Linked DNA regions of Mus musculus: region 1 is linked to region 2. The links are chromatin contacts, called in public Hi-C maps. All regions are on one chromosome and are shown on one strand. The core of a region is the stretch at or near the end of the contact, and the rest is flanking DNA. Distances in the headings are between cores, read along the strand shown.

What was found. A called contact is a pair of places that touch in the nucleus more often than the background predicts.
Region 1: a Hi-C map of rod photoreceptor shows a contact between it and region 2, with 2.7 times the contacts expected there. The contact joins two enhancer-like sites. A contact is called at or near these places in 8 of 484 Hi-C or Micro-C datasets (cerebral cortex, rod photoreceptor, uterus and 1 more) and 2 of 115 datasets of contacts at active chromatin or transcription factors (the NIH/3T3 cell line and neural tube).

Annotation. Positions count from the first base shown.
Region 1 is chr8:36,786,003-36,792,055 of GRCm38.p6, reverse strand. All of the region lies in intron 4 of Dlc1 (deleted in liver cancer 1), which reads left to right. Among named protein-coding and RNA genes, the nearest start is that of Dlc1, 160 kb to the left of the region's middle. Within about 2 kb of position 2,110, at least 15 of the 459 cell types and tissues checked have an H3K27ac peak or open chromatin away from gene starts, as enhancers often do. A contact at or near this core is called in rod photoreceptor, where this site is marked.
Region 2 is chr8:36,606,463-36,612,599 of GRCm38.p6, reverse strand. The region is part of intron 5 of Dlc1 (deleted in liver cancer 1); the gene reads left to right. Among named protein-coding and RNA genes, the nearest start is that of Trmt9b, 150 kb to the right of the region's middle. Within about 2 kb of position 3,064, at least 42 of the 459 cell types and tissues checked have an H3K27ac peak or open chromatin away from gene starts, as enhancers often do. A contact at or near this core is called in rod photoreceptor, where this site is marked.

The DNA.
Region 1 (6,053 bases), core at 861-3,360, 180 kb before region 2:
TTTATATTAGTGCCCTCCATCTCTACTGAAAGACCTATAGGGTAAAGAATTCACTGAATTATATTTTCTTTTTCTTTTTTTGTGTGTGAGTATCTACATGTGATGGTGAATATTCAAGTGTGGGCAGGTGTGAGTGTATGTGTGCACGCGTGCGTGCATGCGTGTGGTTGTATGTGTAGGTGTGTGTACCTATGTGTGCATGTGTAGGCCAGAGTTCAGCACCAGATGTCTGTCTCAGTAGCACACCTCCTTAACTTTTGAGACAGGCTCTCTCACTGAACTTAGAGCTTGTCGATGTGGCTAGAATAACTGGCGAGAAAAATTTAAGGATCTTCCTGTCTCCATCTCCAACACTGTGATTACAGACACATCACTGCTGCTCCCAGCTTCTTCGTACAGGACTGATGGGGATCTGAACTCAGGCTTTCATACTTGTAGGGCAGGCACTTTACCCACTGAGCCACACAGTTGTGCTCTTAGATTTTTCATTTTGTATAGATGGACTGCCTACCAGTTAAAATTAAAATGCAACTCATCAAAAGTTACTTTCAGACTGGAGAAGTGACTCTTCCGTAAAGAGCAGTTGCTTGTCCAGTAAACCTGAATTCAAATTCTAGCACCTACAATGTGGCTAACAACCATCTTCATCTCAGTTTCTCTCTTCTGGCCTCCACAGACACACACACACACACACACAGAGAGCACAGATATACATGTAAGCAAAACATCCATATACATAGAATAAAAATTAAACATTTTAAAGAACTTTAAAAATGGAATTATGAATTAACTTTTATGATTTGCAAAAATGATTGTTTACAAAAATACATTCTTGGTCAAAGTCAGGTTGTTTTGAAGGTAATGGAGTCACAATTTCAAATCGTAGCGTGTATGAATGTCAGTAGCAGGTCAGTATTTTTCTCTTAATGTTGTCATGAACCTGTATATCATGACTATATGGGGTAAACAAACGCCTGAGGTTCTAGGAAAGAGTACATCAGATCTGGTATTTTGTTGTTGCTATTTTCTACAAGACAGAATATATACCATCTTCCACTTGTTGAGACCTAATTTGATGAAAGCCAGAGGCTTCTTCGAAGCTTGGCGAAAGGCAAATTAATCACAAAGGGGGATTTGCTGTCGGTTTCACAAGGACTTGAGAAACTTGAAGCCAGGTTTGGGCATCCTTCCCTTAGCTGTCGTGCACCCTCTGTTAGACGGTCACATTCCGGGAGAATCAGTACAAACCAATCTGGAAAAGAATGTGACTTCGTGTTATTTCCTTCACCAATATGAGTAGTTAGTTGTCCATTCATAAAACTGTTGCTTCGCTTGTTGCTGGTTTTCATATCCCACCCTCTGAAAAAATAGAGATAGAGAATATGAATATAAAAAGCAAATACAAAAATACAGGGAAAGAAAAAGGGTATATTTTAATGACAATGAACTAGACAGATTTTTAATCCTCCAACGACTTAGTCATGCCCTTTAACTGTTCCTGTGTCAATAGACTTCCAAATTGCTAAAGGCCCCAACATACCATCTCCAGCCACCTTTTCTTCCCTGGCTATTCTGCCTTAGAAAGACCTTTCCCTGATCCACGGTCTTCAGAACCCTTGCATGCTAGTGTTTATGGGATGCACAGGACCAGCAGCTTGAACCTCCCGACCCGACTTCAGTTAGGCTAGCCTTCCCTTGCATGTCCTACAGAAGCCACCTTGCTCTCTCTGGTCTAGATGTTCTCTGGAAACTGAGTCAGACGTTGTCAGTAACTCGAGTGTTAACAGCTATGATGGTAGACCTGGCTCAACCTGAGAGGTGTACATTAGTTACGGGACTTAAAGGAGCTTAGAGTGCCAGGGAACACGCACCTATCATCCATAAGTCGTAATTACAATTATGACGTGGTATCTTGGATTTAACAAAGGAAAACCAAAAAACTCGAGTCTCTCCCATGGACACAGGTCTTCAGGCAATAGACCAAATCGAACCGGCAAAGTCAGCCCTTGCTTCATCAACCCAGTAGTTCATTGATGTACACAGTCACTTCGGCCCACAAACAGCTCCTTACCCTTGCCAGAAAAGATTAATGCGGGTGCTTCTACAAGCCCAGCGCTTGTGGTCATTGCTTCCCAGTGGCCCAGCTGCCCTCCTGCCTCTGCTCCTGCCCCCGCAGTCTAGCCTCTGGAGCAGTAATCTTCTAGAGCATTAATCTGATCAAGATATTCTGCCTGCTTAAGACCTGCCAGCTGTTTCCCATCGTAGCCAGCCATGGAGGCTTTTCCAAAGGGCTTACACATCCAGCCTGTGTCTGTTTCATGACCTCTCCCCTGGATCTTCTTTCTCTGTGCTTCAGTGCCTCTGGCCTTGGCCTTGGGATGCACCAAGCTCCTTCCACGCCCAGGGCCCCTGGCTTACTGCCCTGCTCCCCACCTTTGCTTCTCAAGTCTGTGTGGCACAGGCTCCTTTTCGGAACTACCACAGCTTCACAGTGCCACCTCCAACACTCCAAACCTCCTTGACTACTGGGGCTAAAGCCACCCCCCTTCCACACACCCTATGGTTTTCTTGTCTCTCTCTCCTAACCTGTATCTGAATATCACATTAGCTGACCCACTTTCCAAGTGCTCACTCTCCACTGTTGCAAAGTTAGCTTCATGAGAGGGGTTTGGGGGTTCTGCTTCTTCCTGGAACAGGTTCTAGTAAAGAAGACACTCAGAATATATTCTGGATCTGACTCACAGTGAGATTTGCTGTGTTTTCTCTTCTACTGTGGCATCTGGTGACATGAACAGGTTTATAGATATCTGGGAGGTCAACGTTAGGCAAAAAAGGAAGTGTCAGTCTAACCAATTGACAATGCAGATGTGTTTTGACCTATGCAAATTTTCATGTATATACACTTACTAAAGCCATACTTTAAGTGGGGGTCTGAGAACTGTACTTTTTTTTAGCACTAAGGTTTAAACCCATTTCCTGGTGCATGCTAGCAAGTGTCTGCCCTTGAATTATATCTCCAGCTTTCTCTCTCTTGTCATTTTCAGACTGGTTCTCACCAAGTTACCCAAGGTGGCCTGGAACTCACTCTGTAGACCAAGGAGGTCTTGAACAGGTGATCCTGCTGACTCAGCTTCCCCCATAAACTAGAATGACAGGCCTTTGCCACCAGGTCCACTGAAGGCAACTGGAAGGGTCTTTTATCCAAAGCAGACTATAACCCACCTTGACTAGTTTGAGTCCTCACTGAACATCTGTATTTTTCATGTGATGTGATATATGTAACACGGATTTGAAAATGATGTCTTGAAAGAAATTATTTAAACCATCATCGTCGTCATCATCATCATCATCATCATCATCAGATACCATAAACATAATTTTCAAAGTTTTATAGGAAGTAGTGAGAAGTAAGGCAGGACCATTTCTCAGAGGATGGAAGCAGTTGGCATGCAAGCCAGACAAAGGCCTGAGTTCAGTCCCCAGCACCCATATAAAAAGCTGATGTCGTGTCAAGCAGCACCAATCCCAACACTCCTAGTGTGAGATGAGAGGCAGAGTCGGGAGTTAGTGGGTCAGCTAACCTGGAGCACCTAGGACATGGGCAGAAACAAGAGAGGCCCTGTCTCAACAAGGTGGAAGGTGAAAACCCAGTCCCAAAAGTTGTCCTCTTCCCTCTACTTATGGGCCATCAAGTACATGTGTGTACGCACGCACGCACACACGCACGCATGCACACCCAGAGAGGGGGGGGATTTGTCATTTAGTAAGAAATAGAGTTAAGAATTTACCTCAGTGGCAGACATAGCATTTGTCCTGAGTTCAGACCCTACTTTGGGGAATAAAACAAACAAACAAACAAAAAAACCAAAAACAAAAAACAGGAAAGCAGCATCAACAGCAATTGCTATGTGAAAACTGCTGTTGTTTAGTAAAACCTGGGTTCATTTCTTTTCTCTTCTAGCCTTGCCTTATCCAGACACACCACAGAGGTGATGTAATTGGTCCCTGGACCTTTCAGGAAGACACACAGGGAGCTCACGTCTCTTTCTCCAGCCTTCAGTTGGGCATTTTGAGCATCACGGGGTCACTTATTGCACAACCATTCCAGAAGAAACTCAGAAAAACTACCAGGAAATATTCTAAAGCATCCCCCACATTGGATTTACAGATGGGCTCATTAAGCAACTTATAATTTACTTCTCAGAGGAAAAGCAAAACCAAGACAAAATCATTCCACAGCATTTATTCGAATGTTTCCAGAGGCTTCCAGAACGCTCGAATGTGTTCTCTAAATTCTCTATTTTCAAGTACTTTCTTGACCCAGGTGACTCAAGGCTAGAAATACTACAAAACTAAAAGTCTTTGAAAGAGATTGAACAGGGCCCACAATGCTTTATGCTGGCGGGACAACACACTGATCCACTCCAGAACAGCTTTCAAAAATGGCTAAAGTCAGAGCTGGGGTGATGGCTGTCAGTAAGGAGCTTACCACACAAGTATAAAGATTTGTGTTCAAACTTAGTACCACGTGAAAAATGGGCATAGAGATACACATGTATAGCCCCACTACTGTGTAAGCAAAGACAAGCAAATCCCTGGAGCTGTCTATCCAGCCAGTAAGTCAACTTCTCTTTCAGTGAGATATCTAGAGTCTCAAAAAAATAGAGTGGAGATTGTGATGGCTTGTATATGCTCAGCCGAGGGAGTGACACTATTAGAAGGTGTGGCCCTGTTGGTGTAGGTGTGTCACTATGAGTGTGGGCTTTAAGACCCTCATCCTAGCTGCTTGGAAGTCAGTCTTGTCTTAGCAGCATTCAGATGAAGATGCAGACCTCTCAGTTCCTCCAGAACTATGCATACCTGGATATTGCCATGTTCCCACCTTGACAATATGGACTGAACCACTGAGCCTGTAAGCCAACCCAGATTAAATGTTGTCCTTATAAGATTTGCCTTGGTCATGGTGTCTGTTCACAGCAGTAAAACTCTGACTGAGGCAGAGATGTTCTGGGGAAGACCCCCACTGCCAACCTCTGGCTTCCAACTACATGCATAACCCTACACTAAGAGACCTTCTGTAGGCCTTTGGCTTCTACCTTCATGAGCACACTCATTACCCAACACACACACAAACACACACACACACTCACAATCAAACATAACACATAAACATATTACATTTTTTAAAGTGTGGTCCCACAGAAATAGCTCTATCTATAAAATGTTTTCTGCACAAACATGAGGACCTGAGCTGGATTTCTCAATACCCATGTACAAGTTGGGCACAATGGCACACATCTACATGCCCAGAACTGGTGGTAGGGGTGTTGTGGGAGGAAGGACATTGGTCAACCAGCACAGTTGCTCTGACGGACTCCATGTTCAGTGAGAGTTCTTGTTTCAGAAACTAAGATAAGGAATGATTGAGGAAGCTACTCAATGTTGATCTATAGCTCACACACACACACACACACACACACACACACACATACTACTCTAAGCATTTTTTAAAACAAATGCAATTTTATTGTAAAATATTCTGTTCAGAACTTTACTGCATGTGATTTGGAGTCACTAAAATGCTGGAGTAATTTAGCAGTTTAATGGGGAGTGGGATTGTTATATGAACACTGAAGTCAACCTAATATGTTTGAGTCCTCATGTTCAGAAAGACCATGTTGTTCTGTGGTCTCATCCTGGATGTGTGATGTCAAGAAGCAGACTGTCATATAGGAATAGAACTGTCTAAGACAAGAAGCTAGTATCAATAGTCTGTCTGTGTATATGTATATTATGTAAAGATATTTATCTGAAGTCTAACAAATTTCAAAAAGTATATTATATTTTAAGCAGTACAAAACATCCCAGGATTTGCTGTTTATGGAAAACATTTTTGTTTCCTGGTGGTTTCTCTTTTCTTTCCTCCACTTAACTAAAACATTATTTTGGTTTTGGTTTGTTTGAAGATTTCTTTTGTTCCATCACTTCTAAAATAGCAAATGGAAATTCATGGGGGCGGGGGTGCACATCACAGCCCTAGAATTTGTGCTCAG
Region 2 (6,137 bases), core at 1,815-4,314:
ATGAACTCGGGACCAGCATCCCTCTTGATGCGCGACCCTGGGGAAGTGGCACATCCTCACTGTGCTGTCCCCAACCCTGAGTAGTAACTTTTGACACAAGTGGAAGTTGTGAGCATCAAATAGGTAAAGTACCTAGCGGGTGACGGATACTGAAGTTCACTCTGTTCGCAAATTATGCCAATAACTAAAAGAGAAACCCTGCCTAAGTCATTAATCAGCGCAGTAGAGGGGGAAGAAAAATATATCTCCCCATCCGGTTTTGCTTTCAATGAGGCTTTTTACACCCAATGTGGTCACCAATGGGCTCATTCTCTAGAGGCGAGAGGTGGTTTCAAGCTGTGGCTTGGTGATTCGGAGGAATGCAGCCTAGGCACGGGCCATCCATTACCAAAAGATTCGTGGGGGTGGCATATGTGACGCATTTGAGTAGGGGAAAAAAAAATCAGGCTCTGGAGAAGGCAGAATGCCCAGTCTCAAGTTACATTTTTTTTTAACCCTGCAGAAATCTGTTTTCTGAAGGGATGAGGGGAAATAATAGCCCAGTGGACTGCAGCCCCTCAAAATGTAAACCTATCAGCGGCTCTAAGAGGTTGACTAATTCTGCTTCCATCTGGACTGCAGGCTAGTCCTCTGCGGGATAATTTGCTGACCATAAGGGTGGAATTAATGGACTACCCGGTGCCATCTTGGCAAGCAGATTGCAGCAGATGGTCAGAGGGGTGCCCTGCGAGGCAGCAGCCCCCCTAACAGAAGAGCCAAAGTCCTGAGGAAGGACTGAGTGTCAAATGGTTAGCAGATGTGCCGTCAGAAGTTATTTCAAGACATTTCCTGAGAAAATGTTGGAGATCGCCTGTGTTCACTTTTATTGAGGCGTGCCAGACTTGCAGCAAAGCCCTAGCCTGGGTGCATAATTTTTTCATTAGTACTACTGTTCAGAGAGTTTCAAGCGAAGCAAGGCAGACAGACTTTCTCTCAAGCTGGGTTTTCTTCTTTTTCCCTCAGAGTTTGCTTTTGACAAATTGCCTTTACTTTCTTCTGAGCCAAATGACACCAAAAGCCCAGGAATAAGGCGCTGACTTTTCCCCAAGTCATAGAGCCTGCAATCTAGACATGTGGTCTCCAGCTTAGGTCTTTGCCCTAGAGTGGATGAAGGCTGCTCTCAGTCACTTGTATTCTAAGTTCCCCTATTTATTTATTTATTTATTTATTTTATTTATTTATTTTTTTTTTGGTAGCTCTAATGCTCACCACTTTCCAAAGAGTGAAGAGGATGGTAAACCATTTCAGATTTCAGTATGCTGAAGCAACCCAAGGAGTTTTCTTTAATTGTGGAATACATGCAAGACAGTTTGCCCTTCGGCCTTATTGTGGTTAAAAGAACAAAGACCAATAGAACAGGCCAATAGATGTGTTATGACCGCAGCAAGCTATTACTAAATCAAGTGGCTTCTAAGCTGTCTGGTACTCCAGCTCCTATTGGTAGAAGCGATGTGGGGCTTAAAGGGGAAAGAGGAGACTCATGCAAGATACTTCCAATCTGAGGCTCGGTGAGGAGGCTCCAAGAGGTGGCTTCAAATACAAAAATTAGTACTTGGGTTTTCCTGGGTGTCCCTGTGGAGATCTTAAAAGCATGATGCAATGTTTAAATGAGAGGGGTATTTTTATGACCTAACCGAGTAAATACTCAATTTGGAAATATTCAAGGGAGGGTGGTTTGGTCCAGAAGAGCTGGGGGCATCCAGAGTACAGTGAGTGAACTAAATGGGACTCTTTTGAAGAGAGCCTTGTTCTGCACAGGATGGGCCAGTATTGTAAACACAAGTTTCTCATGCCTAACTCCCTTTCCTAGCAACAGGAAGACGGAAATGAGGCCATGCAAAAAAAAAAAAAAAAAAAAAAAAAAAAGAGTCCTAAAGGGCTCCAGACAATACTTGATCCACCCTGTACAGCCAGAGGACCTGCAGAAGTAAAAATAACCTCAGATGTTTCTGCTTCCTCCCTGGATATTACCAAACCAGTGCAGACCTGACGTCTCCATGCTGTACAGAGAGCGTCAGAACCCAACCTGGCCCAGGTACCCCAGGCTCCAGGCGCGCCAGACAAAGCAGGAGAAAAGGGGAAAGGTGGCTGTCACGTTTAACAATTCTACAGGCCAGTGATAATGTGCGCTAAGAGACAATGGCCAAGAATGATTCTAGTCTCTAAGCATAGCTGTCTCTTAGTCTTTTTTTTTTTTTTTTAATCATGGCCCATCTGTAAAAAGTTCCCTCCTGTGTAGTCAAGGTCAAGTTAGAATGCCCAGTTTATGAAGAGTTAATATCAGCCCTGACCTGAAAAACACAAGCCCACGTTCTTCCTCGGGCTGTGGACTGAGAAGGAAAACGGGTTTTGGAACAGATCTGTCTTTTTCACAGCTGTCTCTATTTCTGACTTTGGCCATTTCCGGTGGAGGAATGCAGAGTTAAGTATGAGTAGGCTTTGAAGGGAGACCACGCAGGAGGGTTACAATTTGTTTTATAGGTACACGTTACGGCTTTGAATGTGTGAGATCAGTAGTGGGTCTTTTTTATTTTCAGTCTCAAATTACACTGGCCCTCTTTTATCCTTAGGGAATAAGTTTCAAGCTCCCAGGGCATTCCTGAAACCATACGCAGTGCCCATCCTTGTGTGTACCTTGGTTTGGTTTGGTTTGGTTTGGTTTGGTTTGGTTTGGTTTGGTTTGGTTTGGTTTTTTTTCTTCTTGAATACATTCCTACAATCAAATCCGTAGATTAGACAAAGAGTCACAATAGAAACAATACCATAGAAACAATTGTAACAATTAGCCATCAGAGGTTACTGGGGACTTACAAATAGTTTATTTCTGGAGCGTCTTCATCTCATAATTTCATTTCTTTCTGTTGAGGTTGAGCTGGGGTGGGAGGGGGGGCCTGCTCTAGGGGGACACTCAGTTGATGTGGAAAGGGTAGATTTCCAGCTGGGGAGGTCTGTCTTGTCTGTCAGCCTGCCCTGTCTGTCAACACTTCTCCCTTAGGTGGCCCCATTGTGGGGGATTATGATGAGCCATGATAAGGGTGGAGAGACTTCCCGGGGACAGTTAATCATCGCATGATTCCGCCTAGACCTTCTTTGTACTAGGTTTTTTTTTTTTTCTTGCTTGCTATCCTAAGTAGTGGCAGACGGGAAGACAACTCTGCATGTTACAGAGCCTCACTCACAGTCAAGAGTCACGCTTTTCTAGAATGTTCTGACAGAGTCTTGCAAAGACTGCTGTTTCCTGGGGGTATCTGTGTAATGTGATTGCAGCCTAGCAGATAGAGAGACAAGAGCGTCTGTCCTTACCGTCTGTGAGAGTCTCAGAATACCACATCTACAAAGTCAGACCTCCACTGGGCTGGACTAAGCAGTGCCTTCTCCAGTGAGGGTGTTGGGAGGTTGGTTTCTGAGAGAAGTGTCTGTGTTAGAGATCAATGGAAATAGTTGCCTGGCATCTTGCAAAATTTCTTCCTGCTAAGAAGGAAGGCTTTTGGGTGCTGCGGGTAAACTTTGTAAGCCAAACCAACACAATGGGAAGGTTTCTCTTCATCACCCCTGACCCCAGGTTTAGTTCTGTTAGCAGATGTAGGTTTTTATGACACTGAGTACTTTTTTTCTCCATGCCTAACTCTACTCGGTGGCCTTTTCAAGTCGGCTTCTCCACTAGTGGAGGACAAATCCAAAGCTAACGGAACCCTAAGCTCTGGTGAGCTGGGCCCTCAGTTGTCTGTGACACCACCCACATTTTGATCTCTTACCCACCCCGCCTCTAAGTGTCCTGCGGAGCGAACTGGAAGTCACTTCCTGATTCCTGTCACAGAGGCGCCTTCCTTCTCCTGTAGGAGTCTCCAAAGGATGTCTGAGGGACAAAAGGCTCCCACACCCTGAGGTTGAGGCACTCCCAGGCTCCCCATACTTAGAAAGCCAGTGAGGAAAACGGCCTTTGGAGTGAAATGGTCTGTGACCCAGGTATGGCTCTGCCCTACAGCCGCACTTTGTCACACTCAGGTGACAGAACCGGAATATTTTCTCCAATCTGGGTAAAATAGAGGCCTCATAGGACAGCCAATGTCCACTGAATTCCCCGTTTCAAACCAAGCTATAATGATATGGAAAGGGGATTTTGTGTGATGCGAGTGCATCTGTCAAAGTCACCCCAAGGGAAATTCCAGAACTTTGCAAAGGCATCCTTGAAAAGCCTGTCCCCTGCTGAGAGGCAGCTGGGACAGAAGTTCCATGTCCAAGGTCACAGTCAATGGGATAGCATTGTGGACCCCTTCCTGCTGGTGTGTGTAAACAGACTGGGAAGGTCCCCAAATGGGAACCTTTATGTATTTATAGGGATCAACGTGAGTTAACATTCAACTATCAAATTGTGTGTACTTCAGGTGCTGGGGTCCTAAGCAATTTTAAAGAAAATGATTTCTTAATCCATCTGGAAGATGGGAATATGCTTTTTATATTTTGAAGTATATTTATATATATTAATTTCTATATTTTGATATATTTATCTTTTTTTTTTTAGTACAGATTTGACTGGGTAAGGGGATATCCCACTCTCATCACACCATGTAACTTAAATCATCAAACCACCAAAAACCCAACCCAAACAAAAACGCCAGCCTTTTTGCTTGAGGTTAGACCAAAGGAGGAGGCAAACTTACACCTTTAACTAGCACTGGCCTCATTGTGTTTTCATTGGTCTTTGTTAAACCATAGCATTGTAGTTCACTCTTTTCTTAATTTTCTTTCTTTCTTTTTTCCTTCTTTTCTCCCTTCCTTCCTCCCTTCCTCCCTCCCTCCCTCCCTCCTCTCTCTCTCTCTCTCTCTCTCTCTCTCTCTCTCTCTCTCTCTATCAGAAGAGGCTTAAGGCTTAACTAACTAGACTGGTTTTGCTTTTGTGTCTGCTGCTGTTTTGTTTCCGTCGGAATACCTTCCCATCCCCTTTATCTCTAATTTTAGGCTCAGGTAACATCCTGATTTTCAGTGTCTTATTTTCTCTGTTCTATTCCTCCTGGAGGACCCTGGGGCAAACGGCTAGATGGGGAGCTGACCTTTGCAGAATGGTAAGCTTTGCTATTTTGCGGAGAGAAATGATCGATGAATGGTACAGAGATGGGGCAGGCTGTAGGACTGTAATCAGGTATTTGGCCTTCGGAAGTGGTAAAGGGAAACTGATTGTACAACCTCAAGACATGACCTTTTACAAACTTGAGGCTTTAGAAAATAAGGCACCTTAAAGCTATGACACTTCTTTTTTTTTTGAAGCTGTCTTAATGTCTGTAGTTAGCACCCTAAGACCTAATTTTCCTTAGCATATAATTGGAAGTCTTTAAGTGTTCGATATAGAGTCCTAGAAATGCATTAACATATGTATATTGATTGACAGATGGGGGAGGGGTGCTGTCCTAATGGACTTTCTTTTTCTTAATTGCCATTCAAAGTAATGAGCTTTACAGTCCAATATCATCATGGGACATAAAAGCAGGATGGGGGCTGTGGGGCGGATGGGGTAGAGAGGTGCTGCAGCAAAGGTCTATTTTTATCCCACTCTAGACTGCCAAGAACTAGAGAGAGGGGATGTTGCTGCACCTATCTCCTCAGTAGCTCAGGTCCTCCTCAGTTTGACCTCTTCATCCTGGAGCGCGGATGCCCGTTTTTGATTAGCTGGGAGATATTTTCTATTCCTGGGAATAAAGTACATTAATGTGGAGGCTGGAGTTCCTGACAGCCCTGTCACTCGGGACCTCACTTCTGCACACCATGGCAGTGACGGGAACCACTCCCTGGCCTGGTTTGAGTGGTTAAAAGCAGTACTTTGCAATTGCTTGGGCAAAAGGATTCCCCAGAGGAAATTTCACTTGCCGTGATTTCTGCTTCATTGAGGTGTCATCTCAAGTGCTCGGTCGGTCCGGGTGCAGGCTTGTGGAATGTCTCCATGGAGGAGGTTTCCTTCTTTCAGAGTAAAACCCTTTATTAAGCTGTCATCACATCACAGGGGGGAAAGTGGCTTCTTTATCCCCCTCCTTAGATTATTTCTAGGAATTTTCTTTCCTAGAAAGCAGCATCTCTGTCTCCAATCTTCAACAGATCAAGAGGGT